Linked DNA regions of Pan troglodytes: region 2 is linked to region 1. The links are chromatin contacts, called in public HiChIP or PLAC-seq maps. All regions are on one chromosome and are shown on one strand. Each heading gives the region's core, a stretch centred on a gene start, on an enhancer-like site or on the middle of the called end of the contact. The rest is flanking DNA. Distances are from core to core; before and after follow the strand shown. Region 1 holds the start of LOC107969456 (a long non-coding RNA gene). Region 2 has its middle 18 kb from the start of FAM163A.

The links. HiChIP or PLAC-seq counts read pairs in DNA pulled down with a chosen protein or histone mark.
Region 2: an H3K4me3 HiChIP or PLAC-seq map of stem cell-derived excitatory neurons shows a contact between it and region 1, with 11 times the contacts expected there. The contact joins two enhancer-like sites. A contact is called at or near these places in 6 of 7 Hi-C or Micro-C datasets (blood, induced pluripotent stem cells, a lymphoblastoid cell line and 2 more), 1 of 1 datasets of contacts at active chromatin or transcription factors (stem cell-derived excitatory neurons) and 1 of 1 other capture datasets (stem cell-derived neural stem cells).

The regions. Positions count from the first base shown.
Region 1 is chr1:69,304,333-69,311,954 of NHGRI_mPanTro3-v2.0_pri, reverse strand. FAM163A (family with sequence similarity 163 member A) reads left to right here. Exons shown (of 8, transcript XM_063810788.1): 6 at 85-106; 7 at 1,048-1,162; 8 at 1,751-4,143. The coding sequence starts at 1,070. The coding sequence ends at 2,161. It overlaps LOC107969456 (a long non-coding RNA gene), which reads right to left and starts at 7,032. Exons shown (of 4, transcript XR_008536567.2): 1 at 6,935-7,032; 2 at 5,942-6,341; 3 at 5,320-5,824; 4 at 4,136-5,229. Within about 2 kb of position 3,019, at least 11 of the 24 cell types and tissues checked have an H3K27ac peak or open chromatin away from gene starts, as enhancers often do. A contact at or near this core is called in stem cell-derived excitatory neurons, where this site is marked.
Region 2 is chr1:69,410,568-69,418,189 of NHGRI_mPanTro3-v2.0_pri, reverse strand. No RefSeq gene overlaps it. Among named protein-coding and RNA genes, the nearest start is that of FAM163A, 18 kb to the right of the region's middle. Within about 2 kb of position 4,504, at least 1 of the 24 cell types and tissues checked has an H3K27ac peak or open chromatin away from gene starts, as enhancers often do. A contact at or near this core is called in stem cell-derived excitatory neurons, where this site is marked.

The DNA.
Region 1 (7,622 bases), core at 1,770-4,269:
GCTGGGAATCATCTAACCCTTCTGGCCTTTTTCAGTGAGTAACTCTCTTATTCCAACATCTCTGTCCTTTCTGTTGTCTTGCAGGTCACCGTTCCCTTTACTGAATGTAAGTGATCATAGTCATTTTTCCATCTCCAAGATGCCAAGTTCCCATTCCCCACCCTCCTGCCCCTTGGTCCCAATGCACCTGGGAGGCTCAGAAATCCCCATTCACTGACCTAAAAGGAGAATCTGTCTGAAGCCATGACAGCCTCATGCCCAGAGCTTGCCTCTGTCCTGTTCATTCAGCCTCAGAAGCCAGGACCAGTCTCCCCAGCTTGGCCACAGCCTTCCAGGGCCCAGAATGCCACACACCACTCCCTCTGGGCTCGCCTTGCCTTTGTTTTCCAGGAGGGTTTGAAGGAGAAGAGAGATACCCCTAAAAGAAGTGCTGGTTTGAGCCAGAGAAGAGCCACCTGGTGTTTTCGAGATTTGGCCCCTTCCCCGCCAGCCCGGGCCAAAGGCTCAGGGACCACTGGGGTGTGTGCCAAGAGGGCGGGGATCAAGAGCACAGCCTTTGGGATGAACGGGCTGGGTGGAATTGCAGCCAAATTATTCGCAGCCCCGTTCAGCATGCGTGTAGGGATAGCTAATAACTGCCCCGAAGGGTTATCGCGAGGATGTGGTAAGATGCGTGGGGGTGCTTAGCATGATGCCACACAGGGAGGAGCCCCGCAATCAGCGGCAGCTGTTCCTCTGTGTCTGCAGCCACGCAGAAGCGGGAGCTAAGAAGGGTGTGACGGGAGAGGAAAGGCGAGAAGAGCACCAAAGGGGAAAGATCGTGAGAACTTTTTGAAACTGGGTACCCAACTTCGCCCACTTAGGCTGGCCCAGTCTGGAGCCACAGTCGTCCTCAGCCTTCAGGAAACCCCTGGGGCCTGGCCCTCCCGGCACCTGCTGCTCTCAGGCCCCCTGCCCCAGCCTCGGGGCAGTTCCAGGAAGACTCCCCCCGGCCCAGCCCAGGGCTGCAGCCACAGCTGGTCCTCAGCCCTCCGCACATCTTTGCAGAGTTTGATGGGGCGCCGGGCGGATGACAGCGGGAACGGTTGTGATCACTGGCGGAATCCTAGCTACGGTGATCCTCCTCTGCATCATTGCCGTCCTGTGCTACTGCAGGCTCCAGGTCAGTCCCCGGGACCCGTAGCCAGAGGCTGCCAGGCCACCAGCAAACCTCTTTTTCATTATGGGGGCAGAAACTGGAGGCCGACTTCAGGGCCCACAGAGCCCAAAGCCATGGAATGTAGCAGGCCTAAGTCAAGGAGGATGGGAGTTGGGGCTGGTCGGAAGGGAGCTAAGTGCCCCCCAGCCTGCCCACTCAGAGCACACAGAAAGTGTGCTGGGAAGATACGGGGTCATTGGGTTGTGTCTCCTGCACCTCTGAGATTTCAGGAGCGTGGGAAGAGCACCATTCGGGGGAGGCTCTGAAAGCTGCCGCCAGCAGCTCCAGCCCTGTCCTCAATATGATGTGTGTGTCCCTGCCCCGCTCAACTACAGCCTGGAGTTACTGCGAGGAGTGGTGGGAGGGGAAAAGGAAAGCAGTACTGGCCTTGCAAAGCTGGGATTAGAAACTTGTGGAGCAGGCCCCTGGGGTTCAGTGCCTGGCACTAGGTTCTCCATGGAGCAGGGGACAGGGGCACCTGTGCACGCTCAAAAATGCGTGGGGCGGGGGGAGCATTCACCCTCTCAGGCATCCCTCTGCCCTTCCGCACAGTATTACTGCTGCAAGAAGAGCGGAACCGAGGATGCAGACGAGGAGGAGGAGCGGGAGCACGACCTTCCCACGCATCCCAGAGGCCCCACCTGCAATGCCTGCAGCTCCCAAGCCCTGGACGGCAGAGGCAGCCTGGCGCCTCTCACCAGCGAGCCCTGCAGCCAGCCCTGTGGGGTGGCCGCGAGCCACTGCACTACCTGCTCCCCATACAGCTCCCCCTTTTACATACGGACGGCTGACATGGTGCCCAATGGGGGTGGAGGCGAGAGGCTCTCCTTTGCTCCCACATACTACAAAGAGGGGGGACCCCCATCCCTCAAATTGGCAGCACCCCAGAGTTACCCGGTGACCTGGCCAGGCTCTGGGCGTGAGGCCTTCACCAATCCAAGGGCTGTTAGTACAGACGTGTAAATCCTTCCACCCCGACCCGCACACACACCCACACTGCTGCCCTGGCGGGGGCCATGAGGGTGATGAATGACCCTCCAACAGCCCCACATGGGTTGTCTCTGTTTCTTTGGCTTTTCTCGCTCCGCAGTGGAGGGTTTACTAGGATTTAAGCTTTTGAGTGCATTGAGAACCAAGACAGGGCCTGGCTCCAACTCTGTGGGCCAGAGGTGGGGGACTGCTAGGTCGAGTCTGCAGCTTCGCCAGTTTCTTGGTTGGGACACTCCTCTGGCAGCCCCAGCACCACCACAACCCCTTGCAGTGTGCCCCAGTGCCCTGGATTCGCTGGACTGCAAAAAGGAGCACCAGGGAAAGCTCAGCAAAGGCTCGGGAGGCCTCCAGGGTCCTCGGGAGATGAAGCATCCGTGCCTAGGAAAAGGGGACAGAGGGCAAGGAGAGAAGTGAGAGCTACAATTCCAGCATTGGAGAAACGAGGGGCGGGGCGTCAACGGCACTGCTTCAGGACGCGCTTGCTGAAACGAATCCAACAGCTAGTTCACAGCCCAGCTTTGTACGCTGGTTACCATAGCTACTGCTGTCACTGTAGCTGCTCCCGTAGGGACGTTGATTCCTGAACGTATCACATCTCACCTGCCCCCTTCCTCGTGGGACGTGTCAAGTTGACTTTAAAGCCTAAGGTGGCTCGTGGGGACTGCACCAGAAAGTGTCTAACCTTGTGTTCCCCGAAATCCTTTCTCTGACTTAGGAACCAGCGCCCCCTGCTGGAGAAGTTTTTTCATTTTTGTTAGCCGACTTCTGGTAGCTCAGCAAAGAGACCAGCTGACTGTCTCTCAGCCCAGCCCACCACGCCGAGTAGCTTGCGTGGATGCAGTCCTGTGAGGGTGTGCATAACCGTTCCCAGGTGTACGCACGCGCGCGCGCGCACACACACACACACACACACACCAGTAACCACGGGTAGGCACCAGGGGCTTTGTACATTCAGGAGCTGCAGAGAGGAAAGGTCTCCCATGTACCAGAGAAGGAAAAGTCTGATCCCCAAACAGCTTGAACGAAAGGTGGTTAACGTGACCAATCCCCATGGCAGACAGCGGGCTGGTGAACAGGAAGAGCACAGAATCTCTGTGGGGCGATGCTGCAGCGGCTGAAACCACGTCAAGTCCCCCAGAGCCCGGCATTCTACGTGAGCATCCACCCGTGACGCCGTGGAGCAGGATCTTCATTCATCTCACCAGAGCAACAGCCCAGTCCTGAGGATGGGAGGGACGTGACTTAGCCTTGGGATTCCACGCTCGCCGCCCTCCCTTGGCCGCCCTACTCCCCAGTTTCCTGGCGATGAGCCGTTTATTGTGTCTCACACCAGCCTCATTTCCAACTCCGACTTCCTACTTAGAATGTGGCAGTGGCTTTGTGAGTGAGAATCCTGATGAGTTTTCCAGTGGCCTCTGCAGAAGCTGGCCCCCTTCTAAGGGCATAGCTAACCCCCTTCCCACTCCTGAGTCACTGAATTCGAGGAGGGTGGGGCAGGGAAAGGGCTGCCCCCCCTGCTGAAATCTTGATTCTGCATTAGAGGAAGGTCAGGGTGCCGCTGGGGGAGCAGGGAGCGGGGAGGGAGGAAGAGGGGAATGCACATCTTTTGCACCACTATTAAGGCACCTGTCACCTTACATCTCAATCTGGAATCAAAGTGCCCTGGGTTGAGAAGCAGACCTGGGCTCTGGTCACACTTTGGTCACTCATTAGCTCTAGGACCAGTCACTAATCTCTGAGACTCCATTTTCTCCAGGGAAACGAGGCTTGCCCAGATAGACTAACAACCCTTTAGTGCTCCAAGAAGTGAGAACTTCCGAAAAAGATCTGCCGGCCCAGACCACTCCCTCTTGCCCTAATCCTGGCAGGGTCTGGATGTATTTACCCAACTCTGATCTTGCGTGCAGGGATGCTTGCTGATGGATGAAAGACCACAATAAAACAAGATTAGCAGCAAAACAATTTTAATTGTCAGTGAAAAGCAAACATGTTTGTCAGACTCTCCTGTGGAGTCACTTCAAATGGTAACTCTTCTCTTGTACCAGGAAGCAGCTGTAGGTGGGGTAATGGGATCTGTCTCCTGGTGCAGAGGGGCAGCTTATGGCGGCAGCAGCTTCAACAAACCCGTCCCACGGCCAGCCCTAACTGGGCCAAGTGCAAGCTCCTGATGAGCTGCTGGGCCTGGCAGCGTTCCCCACTTCCTAGTGCCTTGCTCCCCTGGAATTCCACAGCCAATCAACCACAGCAGCCATGTCCTCCTTGCCAGAAATAACATCATTCGTACGTCCTGCCTTTGTAAAAATCAAGACCCAGTTAACCATCACCCGCTTCTTGCCCCTGATCGATGGGGTCCCTGAGTGTAAGCGTCCTGTGCAATCCCCTCCCTCCTACTGCTTTCCTAGCTAAGCCCTGCTAGCCCCAAAAATCAGAATCTGGGTTTGGGGCGCTGGAGAGATGGTGGGCCCCAGCTCTTCCCCACACAGCCCACGCTGCTCAGGGCACGGTCTCCGACCAGGCTCGAGATTGCCTGCCTGCCCGCTGCAGCCGCAGGGCCCCACCCGGTGGAAAAGGAAGCTTCCCCCACTCAACTGCACTGTCCTTTTCTGCTATCTAGACTGTGCTAAGGGACACTATTTGTACACTTTTCAAACGGTGCCCTAAATTGGAAGAGAAGGAGGGGCCAGGAACACAGCCCTCTCCGCCGTCTTTCTCCACCTCCACTTCACCACTCCTGCTCTAGACTTCTTGTCTTGCATCTTTGATAACTTGGAGTCATAACCGAGTGGGTGTCGGAATAAATGAGAGATTTGAAGTAGAAATCCCACAGGGTCCTTCGTTCTTCACCGGGGGAAGTGAAGGGGGCTGTTGGTGTGGATTTAAGGGTGAAGCCTCCTCTTCAACATCCAGAGCGTCTGTGTTCCACGCTCTCCCTGCTCCCACGGTAGCAAACCTCCACCTTGTTGCCTGGCATGCCCCCATTGCCTCAGTCAGAGTTCAGTCGGCGGAGATTTGCTGTTTGTTGGGAAAGTGGCTGAAGGGCCCTGCTGAGGATAGTGAGTTTCCCTGTGGGGCAACCCAGGCCTTGGCCCCTGCTACCTGCCCTTCCCCTCTTCCCAACCCTGCACACACACCTTCCAGGCTGGTGGTCTTCCTGCCTGTGTAGCTCAGGGTAAAATCACTTCTCTGAAGCCTGAGGAGATCATGTCACACGGCCAGCCCTTTGTTACAGGGGCAGCAAGGGAAGAGAGGGCAATTGGGACCAGATCCCCAGTGCAGCCCAGCAGAGACTACAGAAGTGGAGAGGGATGAAGGGGGACTGGAGAACTGGGAACTAGCTTTGTGTGTAGGAGGGAGAATTCGGGGATGAAGTGAGAACGTCTTGTGTGTGTGTGTGTGTGTGTGTGTGTGCCTGCGCTTGTGCACATGGGTGTGTACGAGAGAGCTGCTCTCTCTCCACCTCAGGGCCTCAGGGCGAGCCCTGACTGCAGCTTGGGGGTGCAGCAGGCAGCCCGCCCCAGCAGTCCAGCACCCAGGCCTCCAGCCCTGCAGCAGCCTTCCCTAGCACCAGTGGGAGCACAGCTTCCTTCAGCCTCGGCCCAGGGAGCAGTTGGCCACAGCTCTGTCACCACAGCTGTCCTATGGAATCAGAAACCAGACCCTGAGGCACACTCATCATAGCACCCATCCCAACCTCCAGCCATCTCCTTTGCCGCCGCAGGGCAGCCAGCCCGGACTCAGCCTCCAGCCTCTCACCCGGCACATCTGCATGGCCTCATGCTTGCTGCAAGTCACGGCCCTGACCCAGCTCTTCTCTCCGGTGGCCCTCAACTGCCTTCAGCCTCAGCTCCAGCTGGGGAGGAGGGTGGAAGAGCAGCTTGAGTCAGACTGAGGAATGCAGGAGAGGTGCTGGCTGTCCTTGTCACTGTTCTTTGGAAAATGCCTCCATCAGTGCCTGAAGTTCAAGGAGTGTGGGCTGTTTTCTTTCTGAGTTCTGAGCAAATAGAGCTGGGGGACTCCGGGGCATGCTGCGCTATCCTGGGAGTCTCGGCCTTAGGCGGTTTGGTGATCTTCCCCTGGAAATAATCAGTGGCTCCTGAGCAGCACTTGTAAACTTGAATGTAGAAAGCTGGGTGAGAAGTTTTCATCCTCTGCACTGTTCAGGCCCAAAAAAGTTGGAGGCAGAGGCTGTCGTCAAAGTGGCACATTGCCCTCATACCCGGGGGCTTTCCAACCAACAGCTCTGGCACCCCAGATTCCAGCAGCCCCATAATGGCATCATTCAGCCCACATCCCCAAAACCTGTCCATGTCACTCTGCCCCTGGGGCTTCTGCGGGGACTTCAAGGAGAAGCTTCTTTCACCATAAAAACATCTCACCCAGTTTTCTACGCTCAAGTTTACAAGTGCTGTTCAGGGACTATTGATGATTTACAGGAGAAGATCGCCAAACTACCTAAGACTGAGAGTCCTGGGATAGGGCAGCATACCCCGGAGTCCCCCAGCTCGATTTGCTCGGAACTCAGAAAGAAAACAGCCCACACTCCTTGAACCTCAGGCACTGACGGAGGCATTTTCTAAAGAACAGTGACAAGGACGGCCAGCACCTCCCCTGCAGTCTAACTCAAGCTACTCCTCCACCCTCCTCCCCAGCTGGCCCCTCTCTCCACCAGCTCCCCCTCCCAACGGCCATCCTTCCTTCATCGCCGGCCTGTCAGCTCGCTGGGTGGAGAACCAAGTAGTGCACAACCTCTCAGAACACACCGCTTGCACCTTCACAGCGTGCCTCAGAGGGAGTGGCACATGGCTCCATCCTCCAGCCCAGCACACAGCACCCTTCATGCAGCTGGCTCATGCTGAGGATGGCAGGAGGAGGTGAAGGAGGAGCTCCCGGGTCACAAAGCCATTATCTCTTTTCTCCTGTGACCTAACACCCCAGCAGACACAGCAGTCTAGTGGCGGCGGTTAGAAGGTGGGATTTGGAAGCAGACTTCAGCTAGAATCCTGACTCTACCACTTACTGTGTGACTTTAGGCAACTTTGGGGACCTCTCTGCTTCTCAGTTTTCTCACTTGTAAAATTGGGATCATAATGCCCACTGTATTCCATGAAAATTAAGTGAGCTGGCTGGGTGCGGTGGCTCACACCTGTAATCCCAGCACTTTGGGAGGCAGAGGTGGGCAGATCGCCTGAGCTCAGAAGTTCGAGACCACCCTGAGCAACATGGTGAAATCCTGTCTCTACTAAAACACAAAAAATTAGCCGGACGAGGTGACAGGCATCTGTAGTCCCAGCTACTTGGGAGGCTGAGGCACCAAGAATCACTTGAGTCCTGGAGGCGGAGGTTGCAGTGAGCCAAGATTGCACTACTGCACTCCAGCTTGGGCTACATAGTGAGACACCATCTCAAAAAAAAATTAAGTGAGCTGACACCTCAC
Region 2 (7,622 bases), core at 3,255-5,754, 100 kb before region 1:
GATGGGGTTTCACCATGTTGACCAGGATGGTCTCGATCTCTTGATCCGCCCGCCTCGGCCTCCCAAAGTGCTGGGATTACAGGCGTGAGCCACTGCACCTGGCTACATTTCTCTTTTTTATAAAACCCCCAACGTTCTCTTTGTTCTTCAGACATACCAAAGACCGCCCTGTATGCCATGAATTGCAATTCTTTCTTCCCAAATGAAAGTGACAGCCACTGTGACATATCCTAGGGTTTTATCCCTCAGACATGCGAGCATGGGCATAAGAAGCTGAGAACTCCTATGTTAGAAAGTAATTTTATTTTTAATAAGTGAAATAGAGTAGCAATAGGTTACTGTAACTCATCTGAATTTGATTATCCACTATCTAAGTTCTATATTCTTTTATTTCCCATAGTGGTATTTTCCTACCAAATATTGTAAAAAATGTAATGTGGGCCATATCATGAACAATACTTGAATTGTGATGGCTTTTTTCCCCTCTCACAATACTGGCCAAACGGATGGCAACGTGGGGAGAGTCGAAACAACCTTCCCAACAGTGAAGCCGGTGGCAACTCTTCTTTTGTTTGTTCATGCCATGACATTGATTGGGCAAGATAAACTGATATCATTGGAACCTTTGTGAAATCTTAACAAAATTGAATTTGCTGTTGTCTTTGAAATGAGTCTTTAGGAGTGTCAGGGTGTCATAAGGAGTGTTTGGTGTCATAAGGGCATTGGCCGAGGGTTAGTTGGTAATACTGCCCGGATAGCTGAGCTTTCAGCAGCAGCTGCTAAAACGGAGAGCCAGGGGAAAGTAGTGTGTGAAAACCTCATTCGAGTTTTCAACTTGGAGATGATAAGCCCAGGATTTCTCTACCTGAATTACTCCTCAGAGTAGACTTGGTGAGGGGACTACTTCACCAAAGCTGGATTTTTAAAAAATTGTTTTGTTCTAAAGTCAAATTAATTATTCTTTAGAGGGTTTTGCTTTTTCCTTGCTGCTAGGTGGCGCTCTAGGACAGGAGTTCTGTTGCCAGGCCAGCTGCTAAAAATCCTTCCCTTGTGTGTTTCATCGCAGGTTTTAGAGTTAAAAATGGAGCTAGGAGCTAACTTCATCCAACCCCTCTTTTTACTTGGAAGAAAAAAAAAAACAAGTTAAGTGACCTAGAACATGAATTCATTGGAAATAGGTTCTTAATGTGTGATCTTCCCACAGATTAAAATTTCCCTTTCTAATTTTACCCTCCAGGAAATGGCCACAGAGCACTCCCTTTTTACAGAACTTAAACTTTAATACTGTATAGTTATCTATTCTTTGAAGGTGGTGGGGAAACACCAACAACCCCTAATCTCTTTCAGAAGCTACAAGTACTGATTCTATCTTGCTCCACTGAAAAAGTTTTAAGAAAAAAAAATCACTTTGCCATCTTTATTTTGGCCTTTCCATGCAGATGTGTTTTCACCTCCTTTATAAATTACTGCTATAGGAAAAAATACAAAATTATTACAATTTAGGCACATTTTTTAGTCTTTAAAATGATTTTTTAAATTCCAGGGCATTAAGTTTTGTGTTTGTCTGCCTTTCTGGGGGAAGGTTCTTGGCTTGCTCAGATTCTCAAAAATGATTAAGAATGCCTGCAGGAGGCCGGGCGCAGTGGCTCATGCCTGTAATCCCAGCATTCTGGGAGGCCGAGGCGGGCAGATCACCTAAGGTTGGGAGTTCAAGACCAGCCTGACCAACCTGGAGAAACCCCATCTCTACTAAAAATACAAAATTAGCCAGGTGTGGGGGTGCATGCCTGTAATCCCAGGTACTCGGGAGGCTGAGGCAGGAGAACCACTTCAACCTGGGAGGCAGAGGTTGCGGTGAGCCGAGATCGCACCATTGCACTCCAGCATGGGCAACAAGAGTGAAACTCCATCTCAAAAAACAAAAACAAGAATGCCTGCAGGAATTCTGCATCCTGTAATATGACTATTTGCTCACCAGATTCTCGGTGAGATGGAAAACTGATTAACCCTTGTGACTTCACTCTCAAATGAAGACAAGCAAATTCTGTGGTCAGAGCCTGGTTTTAACTCACATCAGGAGTCAGCTCTAATAACCATCACTTACAGAGGACTTTACAAATTGCAAAATAGCAGAGGCTGCTGCCAACTAAAGTTTAAATCACATTAACACAAGGATAGCATACAAGACAAGAGAGTAATTTGATAAGTTCTACACCTCTGTTGGCTTCTAGGAAGCAAAATGTTTACAAAGAAGATAGACCAGCATTCACAAGAGAACTGATCGGATAATAAGAGTTTTATGGAGTTCACATGTGCCACAAGCTGTTTATTCTGTGTGCTTTTATATAGATTACATCATGTAATCCTTGCAACACCACCATGGGGTAGGTGGTGTTATTACTCCCATTTTACAGATAAGGAAATTGAGGCACAGAAATGTATTTTGCCAACATCATGTCAGAAATTAATATTGTATTACAATAATCTTAATATCCAGTTACTAAATGCTCATTATATGCCAAAACTTTTACATATTTAATATTTACAGCATCCTTGTTACTATTCTTTTTTTACAAGAGGAAAAACTTGAGGATCAGAAAATTATTTACCAAGAATCACGCTAGTAAGTGGTAGGACCTTAAATAAGTCAGATTTCACCAAAGACTTGCCCATATTATCTTCTTATACTTCTCCGATTACCTATTAAACCAATTCCAGTTCCACCTACACCACTCCACCAAAACTGCTCCTGTCAAGGTCTCCAGCAACTCCATGCTGAATCCACTAGTCAGCCCTCAGTCATCCCATCTGACTTATCAGTAGCATTTGATACACTTGACAATCCTCCTCCCTGACACTTTCTCTCCTCCCAGCACATCTCATTCTCTAGGGTTTCCTCGTACTCATTGGTCAAAGCCTTAGCATCTTTTGTGCCTCCTCCTCTTTTTCCTGACCTCTTAATGCTGCAGGGCACCAGGCCTCATTCTCTTGGGAATTCCCCCAGTCTCCTGGCTTTAACTACCATCTACATCTATAGGAAATCCTGTTGGCTATGCTTCCAAAATGTGTCTGGAATCTGCCGGCTTCTCACCAACCCTACCTCCACCACCAGGTCAGAGTTACTGTACTGAGCCTGGACCACTTCGCAGCCTTGTCTGGCTTCCCTGCTGTCCACAGTGCTCTCTCACTCTGCTCTCCACAAAGCAGCCAGAGGGGCCCTTTCAAGCTCCAAGGCAGCTGGCATCCCTCCTCTGCCCAAGGCCCCCTGAGGGCTCCCAGTCTTACTCAGAGTCCTTACAATGGTCCACAGCGGTGTTGCCAAAGACAATGCAGGATGCCCAGTTAAATATGGATTTCAGGTAAACAGCTAATAACTTTCTAGTTTAAGTATGGTTTCACGCAATATTTGAGGCATATCTGTATTTTTAAAATTATTATCTGAAATTCAAATTTAGCTGAGATTGCAAATTTTTATCTGCTAAATCTGCCAGGCATATCCACCAGCTCTACATATGCCCCCCGTTACCTCCTTGACCTCATCTCCCATGATCTCCCCCTTATTCACTGCACTCCCCCACACTGGCCTCCTCACTTTCTTCCAGTGCATAGCTCCTCACTTTGGGCTCTTGCCTTGGCTGTTCTTCCTCCAGCATCTGCGTCTTCTCAAAGAGGTAATTTCTAAAATGACTTCTCAACGCTGTGCTCCCAATGCCCCTAATCCTGCTCCACTTTTTTCCATAGCACCTGACTTCTAACATGACTCATTCGTTTTATTGTGAACGTAGGTCTCCACCAACCAGAATCTAAACTCCACCGGGCAGGTATTTTTGTCCATTTCATGCATTATCATATCCCAAGAGGCTAGAACAATAGCACCTCTGTACACAATAATTGTTTGTTTATTGTGAATGAATGATTTCAAAGGCTTTTGCTCCTTTCCATTGCATTATATATTCCCTCTGTTTCAACTTATGATAAATATCTGAGAGTGCACAGCCTGGAGAAAAACTGAGAGTGCACAGCCTGGAGAGGAGATTACGGGCAGAGGTGGAGAATGTGCTCACACCTCAGCTGGAGTGGTCCTTTTGTTGTGGGACAGTCTGGTTCAAGGCACAGAACTGTCCACAGCTCTCTGCCCAGGCAATTGCCACATTCCCCACACCCTCAGTATTGCCCTGTATTTAACAACAAAAAAGTGTGTATTTTCTATGTGCCAGGTCCTGTGCTGACCTCCAAGAATACAAGGATAAACAAGATAATGCTACCTAGGAGGACCAGGCAATGAGCCTGAGGTTCTTGCCTGATTGATAAAATGAAAAAGAACTGGGCCTGACTGGCCAGAATCACCGCAAGGGCCACAAGCCCTTATATCCTATCATCTCCCCCCAGGTTATTTCCTACTTTGGTAACCCCCAAGAGAAAACCAAAGTGAATGTTAAGCAGGAGCAGTGAGAAGAACATCTGCTGTAACCTCTCTATGACCCCAATGCAGTAGCTCAGCAGAGATGAATTAAAGCGCAGGAAGCTTGTTGGCGTCAGTCTCCATTGACGCCAACAGGAAGGTGGAGCAGAGAAGCAGATTTGCTGCTGAAAATCATTTCCCCTGGAAAGTCCCAGGAGAAAAAAAAAAATCATTACAGCTGGGATAATAATGTTTACTCAACAGCCTTGTGTAAATTTTTGACCCACCTTATTTCTGCACTATTAGGGTCTGGAATTACGGATTAAAGATATTATTATGTTGGTGCAAAAGTAATTGCGGTTTTCGCTATTACTTTCAATGACAAAAACCTCAATTACTTTTGCACCAGCCTAATAGCATCTTAATATGCAATGGCTAGCTGGAAAAGTCTAGGGCAGGTTACAGAGGTGTAGTATTAACATGGCTAAAACACACACAATAGAAAATGGAGAAAGAAGTACCTTGAGGGGAGCATGGTTTGCAATGCCCTTTTCTCCCTTTCCCCTTTCATTCCAGGTGGGCCTCCAGCATGTCCCTAGTCACCAAATTACAGAGCTGTCATTTTCTAATTCAATGAAAATTTACTGGGGGCCTGTTTGACACAGGCTGTGTCACCTCCTGTCTCCAGGGTATTAAATTGACTAAAAGAGCTCATCCTTTACTAAAGAGGGTAGCTCCCTAGTGCAACTGTGACCAGGCATAGAGGGTAAAAAGTCGGCCCTGGCATTAACTAAATGCCTACAGCAAGAGCTTGTTCTTTCTTCTTGTAAAAAATGACCAGATGCTAGAACTCAGGACACCTTGGATGACACCCAACATTCTAGAGGAAAATCATAGATAGACCTGGCAGATCTCGTCAGGCAGAGCTGGCCTGGCAAAACTGGGAAGTGAGCCATACTGATCCTCAACATTCTCCAATTTTCATTTTCAGCTCTTTTCCCTCTGACCATTATTTGGTTCTGCCCCATGAGTGGCCACAAAGTCCCCCTGCCCTGCCCTCCCCTATCACAACTCACCCAAGGACCTTGCTAGGTGACACTGACCCATTTACATTTTAGAGTCTGAAATTATTCCTCAGTCTTCCCAGCACTTTGGGAGGCTAAGGCAGGCGGATCACGAGGTCGGGAGTTCGAAACCAGCCTAGCCAATATGGTGAAACTGTGTCTCTACTAAAAAACACAAAAATTAGCTGGGTGTGGTGGCGCGTGCCTGTAGTCCCAGCTACTCAGGAGGCTGAGGCAGGAGAACCACTTGAACTCAGGAGGCGGAGGTTGCAGTGAGCTGAGATCACGCCACTGCACTCCAGCCTGGAGTGCAGTGCAGTAAACATTATTATCCCAGCTGTAAGCGAGTGAGACTCCATCTCAAAAAACAAAACAAATACCCAAAAAATATTGCTATCTAGCAAGGGAATGTGACAAAACCAATTGAAAAGGAATAAACTAGTGACTATAATAGTTTAGATAACTTCCTGGAGTGCTTGCCTTTTGGAGAGGCAATAAATAAGAAAATGAGGCTCCGAATGACCAGAACCAAATAGAACCTTCTTAGATTCTATTCTATTTCTCAAAGTAATATGAGAATTAACTAAAATCTTGAGATTTTTGCCAAGGACAAAACATTACATTGACCCTTCTAGTAAATGAGACAACTGCACTTCTTAATCCTCCCTTTTCCAGACAAATACCAGTCAGTAGGTCCCTCATTTCTAACTCCTCATATATGGCAATAGGACATAGCATTTCTAAACTATGAAAAGATGTTAAATTTCATCACTTTAACAATGTATAATTTAATCACACATAAAATGAAAGATGGTTGTTAGAGTTCTTCCAAGATAAGTCTCTAGCTCCTCACAAATTTAAAGGATCCATTTTAAACTTATGAAGAGGCTGTAAGAAGAGACACTAGAACCAAATGTGAACAGACATCTAGACAATTGATTCTGGATGGCTAAAGCTCAACTTCTTCATTTAATTAACAAATACTTGTTGAGGACTTACCGTGTGCCAGGCATCAGGCTCGATGCTGAACATGAAAGACTGTTCCTGTCTTCAGGGATCTCACAGTCTGGTGGGACAGGGCAGAAGAAACTTAAAATAAGCAACTACGATGGGCTGTGATAAGTGCCATTATGGAGCACGTACAGGGAACATTGGGAGCACAGAACACTTCACTCACTCTAGGGTTGGAGAGAAGGGTATATTGGAGGAAGATTTCTCAAAAAAAAACCTGTGCTGGATTTTAAAGGTCATATACCTGTCTCTAGTTTTAGTGTATGGAAGGTATTTCCAAAGCATATAAATGGTATTTCAAAAGCACAAAAGAAAAAAAGGAAATGTGGGAGATATTATTCCAGTTGGTTGGGGAAAAAAGTAAAAAATAAGTTAAAGGGGCCAGGCGCAGTGGCTCATGCCTGTAATCCCAACACATTGGGAGGCTGAGGCAGGCAGATCACTTGAGGTCAGGAGTTCGAGACCAGCCTGGCCAACATGGTAAAACCCCATCTCTACTAAAAATACAAAAATTAGCTGGGCGTAGTAGCGCATGCCTGTAATCCCAGCTATTCCAGTGGCTGAGGCATGAGAATCGCTTGAACCTGTGAGGCAGAGGTTGAAGTGAACCAAAGTCTTGCCACTGCATTCCAGCCTTGGTGACAGAGTGAGATTCTGTCTTAAAAAATAAAATAAAATAAAATAAGTTAAAGGAAAATTACCTAAAACTTGTAGATAAAAGATGATTATATGACTTTTTATGTCATGCTAACAACATTTTCTAATGAGCCTACTTTATTTACACAACTGATCATGACTCAAACATTTTACAAGTCTATAAAATGTAGAAGGTGATTTTTGTTTCTACCAGTGTAAAGAAGACCCATGGATCATCTTCTTTATGTTGGTAGAAAAGGTTCTTTACATTGGTTAAGAAAAAGGGGGGGTGGGTGGGTATAATTTTCCCATACGACAATTTGTAACTAGCAAATTTATTGCAGAATTCCTTTTTTCCCCCTCATTATAAAAATCTCAGTTTCTCAAACTCTTTTTGGAACCTACTTGGCCATCCTACTGGTTTCATCATTAAAGAGTTCATCATTAAAGAGTTAAATAAAACTTTGAAATTAGCTCACCATTTTTTTGTATAAGGATTAGGTTTTTAA